2 separate regions of the Gossypium hirsutum genome follow, and region 1 is linked to region 2. A link is a contact called in public Hi-C data. All regions are on one chromosome and are shown on one strand. The core of a region is the stretch at or near the end of the contact, and the rest is flanking DNA. Distances in the headings are between cores, read along the strand shown.

The links. Hi-C and Micro-C count contacts between places; a contact is called where the count stands out from the background.
Region 1: a contact with region 2 is called in a Hi-C map of leaf, with 2.2 times the contacts expected there. The contact joins two enhancer-like sites. A contact is called at or near these places in 2 of 34 Hi-C or Micro-C datasets (both in leaf).

What each region holds. Positions count from the first base shown.
Region 1 is chrD11:50,952,543-50,955,242 of Gossypium_hirsutum_v2.1, reverse strand. No RefSeq gene overlaps it. Among protein-coding and RNA genes, the nearest start is that of LOC107913614, 26 kb to the left of the region's middle. Within about 2 kb of position 1,297, at least 1 of the 9 cell types and tissues checked has an H3K27ac peak or open chromatin away from gene starts, as enhancers often do. A contact at or near this core is called in leaf, where this site is marked.
Region 2 is chrD11:50,703,815-50,706,543 of Gossypium_hirsutum_v2.1, reverse strand. No RefSeq gene overlaps it. Among protein-coding and RNA genes, the nearest start is that of LOC121223135, 8.8 kb to the left of the region's middle. Within about 2 kb of position 1,468, at least 2 of the 9 cell types and tissues checked have an H3K27ac peak or open chromatin away from gene starts, as enhancers often do. A contact at or near this core is called in leaf, where this site is marked.

The DNA of each region.
Region 1 (2,700 bases), core at 48-2,547, 250 kb before region 2:
GTTAGGTTGAGGTAGAGTGGCGTGGATCATGTGCCCAAACCAAAAGACATGTGATTTAGCACATTGGGTCATTAATTTCCTCATGGGCAATGCTTGAAGTTTCCACCAAAAAGCATAGGTGCCTGCCATTGCCACCTTTTTATCTTAAATTTTATTTTGCAAATAATTAACATATAAGGTATCTTTGTGTGTTTAATCAGTTGAAAAGTGAGTCAAAATTTGATATGTAAAAGAATTACTTTCTTTAAAATTTAACTTTCCTTCGAAAACTACTTCCTTATAAACATGTCAATATAATTCTTATGATAAATGGTAAAAGAATTACTTTTTCGTATAGGTTGAAAAGTTAAAAATATATTAAAGATAAGATTAGCCCCATTTTATTTTTGATTTAGGATATTAATTGAATGTAAACCAATTTTCTTGTTATTTCAATGGATTCTTTACAAGTAAATTTTTTTAAATTTATTTTCGATAAACATATTTAATCATTTACATGTTATATTTATTTTATGTTGCTTTCTTATCTTTCCCTTTCAATATATTGACTTGAGTTTCAATTCATTATAGTATTCATTCCAAAACAAGTTTTTTATACGAAGGATTTTATGTATGCATTGTTATATTTAGAATATATATGCAAGATAATTTTGAAATAATTTTATTTTCAATCAAAATTATCAATTAAAATATTATTAATTATTTAATTCCAAGATTTATTACTAATAAAGTTTATTGTTTATTGTAAAATATTAAGCACATGGATATTATTTTTATTTAATAAGGGTAAGTTTGTAAATTATTATTATATTATTTTTTTGAAACAATCTCGTTATAAGTTCTGATCATATGTGCTCCTCCCCAACCCATAAATAGGAGGATAATTCACTTTAGCACACTTAAACTTATGTCCTCCTGCATTGACAACAATGCTCATATCAATCGAGCTAAGACTCAATCGACAATTATCATTATATTCTTAGTAAAGTATTTAATGAACCAAACATGATAATATTGTTTTTCAATAATTTTAATTAATACTTTTCAATGTTCACTAAACATTATAAAATAACTTTTTCATCAATTATATTCCTGATTATTACATCCTAAAAAATCACATTTAGTTGAAATTATAACACGGGAAAGTACCAATCACTATTAAGTGATTTGAATTCAACTAAGATATTTCTACTTGTTAATATGAAGAAGAAACCGTGTTTGAGCTTATGCCTAACTCAAAATTTTAATGGGTTTCTAGTTAAGCCATTAGCATATCAAAGAAATTGTCCAACTTCTAATGGACCAGTCAACTTCATAGGCCTTATCCTTCATTTTGGATAACCCAAATCCCTTTAGTGGACACGATAATGGGTCTGTATTTATATTTTGTGATTATATTTTTAATTTAAAATTTAATTTTTAGATTTTTATTTTGAGACATTGAGTTGTTATATTTTTCTGATTTAAAGGCCTTGGTCCCTCCGTTTAATTTTGTCATTAGTGACTGTTATAAAAAGATAAAATAATTTTTTTAACACTCAATATTTTTATTTTTTTGTCAATTTGGTCATTACCCTTTAAAAGTAAAAAAAAACTTAAAATTTATTTTTTTCCAATATTTTAAATAAAAAGAAGAAAAATATAATTTTTAAAAATCAAAATTTATAAAATAAAAAATTCAAAATTCAAAAAATTAAAAATATCATTTTAAATATATAAATTTTTTTTCCAAAATTCAATGTTGTCTAATTTGGTACTGGTTGGATTGAGAATCAACTAGACTTTCGGCCCGATCAGGGGTAAAAAATCAATTGATCCATAAACTGATCCAAAGTGGTTGAATCAATTTATAAACAATTGAACCGACAATTGAACCAATTTTTATATTAATATTTTTATATTTTTTATTTTTTAACAATTTATTAATTTTGAACCAATCAGACCATTTGAAATAGGAACTGATTGGTTTGACCAGTTCGACCATTAGTCTGGTTCCAAAAATATTTTCAAAATTTCAAAAAACAAAATGTTATGTACTCCTTGAATGATAATAAGATGTGTTCATTGGACATGTAACCCAACCATTTCGATTGACCCATTTTAAATATAGATGATTAAAAAATTAATATTAATTGTATATTGATTTATATTAATTGATATAAAATTTGTGTTAATTTTTATAATTAAATATTAATATAAGTTTTATTTTTTATTATTTTAACATTAAAATCGGCCAAGTTGAAGCGGCCCAAGGTTCCTAATTTGAACGGCCTAACTGATTCAAATCAAATAAATTATTAAAAATAAAAAAAATATTGTTATACCACCCCCAACTGGGACACATGGCAACATAAAAAACAAATCGAAAAGGCACCCGCAAGTAGCCCTTCGTCCCTACAACCTGGATGGTTCCTCAGTGATTAACTACTTGCGCGCCTCATATCACCCGTGAGAAGTGACCATCTATCCTTAACCACCCGAATGGAGCCATCCACTATTAATGGATACACTCTCCTTAATGAGGACACCACTCGGGAATCATTATACCTCCCATTGAACTACTCGAATTTTCTAGGAATTTCAAAATAAAAGCACTTCTTCATACTTTCTCTTCATCAGGGATAGATCTTCTCCTTATAAGGGTGAACCGTTCTAATTGACCATCTCTTATTTTATTTTCAATGACTATTAGATGAAGAG
Region 2 (2,729 bases), core at 219-2,718:
AACAAATAGTTAAGATATAATAATCAATCAAAATAAAAATTGTCTAAAAAACATAACTTATCGTCTAAATTAAACTTAATATTAAAACCGATAGTCAATTAATTTTTTTGCAATGATAATTTAATAATTTTTTTGGTACATATATGTAATTTAATTTAATAATTGATAGTTAATTTTTGAAATACTCATTTATATATTTCATATTCTGGAATTCTTAAGTTCAATATAAATTCGATGTAATTTTATAATATTCCATTACGTATACCATAAATTGATTAGCAATTTTTTTCCGGCATTCATAATGAATTTAATAAAAATTACTCAAATTAACGAGATGTCTTACCACTTGTCAAGTGAAAATGTGGTTTACATTTGAAAGTTACCAAAATACTTCTTTCTATAATATATATATATATATAGTAAAATCACTCCATTTGTGTATAAAAGTAAGGTTAACAACCCAACCAAATGAGACTTTATAACCAATGTTTTTGAAATTGTCAATTACATCGGTTGAATCGAAAATAGATGAGTTATTAACTAATTAAAATTGTCTTTCACTCATAAATTAAAAATCAGACGAATTGACAAAAAATTAGTTCAACAGATTTTTTCTTTTTTTGAACTAAAATTTTCTAACCACCAACCAACTCTCGTTTACTATCTTCTTATTGTCGCCAGCCAACTATAGTGGCGAAGCCTAGCCAACCCTTTCTTAAAATGTAAAATTTTCTATTAAGGTTTTTTTTATAATTTATACAATTTTAATTAGTAATAGTAAAATTATACTTTGATCCCAAAATGATAAAAAATTAATTTAATTTTTTAAAAATGATAAAGACGTAGACTATTAAAATGATAAAATTACATTTTTACTATTATAAAAATATATAATTTAATTCCAACAAAAATAATTTCCTCGCTCACCATAATTTCAGTCTACAAGCACCGGCCAAAAGCAGCCAAGAGAATGTAAGAGATGAAAAGATGAACCGATAAAACAAAGTCTGAGAAAGAAAGAAAAAATGAAAAGATGAGAAGAAATAGGCAGCAAGGAAATTACGAAAGAGATGAGGGGAAGAATTAAGTTTATTTTATTTTTTTACTCTGGACCTAACATAGTTGGGTCTTATAGTAATTTACAAACATGGTTAGGTTTTAAAAATGCAAATAGTTGGGCCTTGTAGTAATAGCTACTTGGGTTTTTTCTTGTTTTCTTTTATATTATTAAACAGTAAATCGGTCGAATAGGTGGTTAAACCGATTGAATCAGCCAGACTGAAAATCGATAATTTAACTGGTTTAATCACCAATTTAAATTTAAAAACATTAATTATAACAAGTAATGTCGTAAATATATTTGGGCCTTGATAGTTAAGTTCAAAAATCCTATTAGAAGAATCAAATGTGGTCTAACCCAACAAGCCGAAGAAGTAGGTTAGTCCACAACCCAACAATAAACGCAGCTATGGGCCCTTGGATGGACCTAATTCATAAAAATGACTTAGGTAAAATCCTATAGGTAGGAATATAATTAATAAAATATCAATATATTACCTATTTCTATCCATAATCAGAGAAAAATTGGGGTTGAACTCGTAGTCCCAATAATACGATATCAGCTAAATTAAAATTCAATCAACAAAATATATTATATTTTAAATACACTTACATTAAAATAATATGTAAATTTTGATTATAGGAGGTGTTTGACAGATTGGCAGTAAAGAGAGATTGAGAGTAGAAGAGAAGGAAAGAGGCTAATTTATTCCTTTATACGTACTTTTACACCTCATTGCAATGGGAGCCAAATATGACTGACTCACTTTATGTTTGCTTTAATGCCTCAGTGAAGAGGAAAAACAAACAAAAAAAAATAGTGGCAGCTTTCTTCCCCCACTTTAAAGTTCAGGACTTTAGCTACTGTTTCCTTTTTCCTTTTACCCCCAACTTCCAACGTCACCTTAACACAATAAGTATACCGGTTTTTGCTGCTTCTTTTTCCTCTCTTTTAGTTTTGTAAGTAAATAATATATTTCAAGTTTAATATAAAGATTCACCAAACCAAAGTTTTTTCTTTTTTAATAGAATAGCATATTTTTAGATATATTGTATTACTTTATTTAGTTTTTAGTTTATGAAATATAATATTACTTGAACCAAATATCTCTTACTATCACTGTTTTTAGAATAGGACCAGTCTGGATATTGGTCCGGAAGAATGGGTTGGATGACCTGGTTAAAAAGTCAATTGAATCAGGCTAAAAATTAGTTGAATCAGTTTTCTCTATTTTTAAATTTTTAATAATTTATTCAATTGAACCAGACAAAATCAATCAGATCGAGAATCTATGGTTTGATCGATTCAATCATCTGATTCTAAAAACCTTGCTTATAGTTTTTATGATAGAAAGGTTAAATTTTGCCATTAGTCATTGTACTATGCATAAATTGTGAATTTAATTTTATACTTTAATTGGACCAAATTTAGCCCCTATACTTTTTGAAATGATTGATTTTAGTCTCTCTACTTTTCAAAATTTGAAATTACAATCCTAAACCCAATCTATAGAAGCGAAATCTAGTTGGCTAAATTATGCTATTAATCTTGTAATATGTGTAAATTGTGGATTTAATCCCTATACTTTAGTTTGTTCAAATTTAGTCCTTATACTTTTTGAATTGATCAAATTTAGTCCTTGTACTTTTCAATTTTTGAAATTACAATC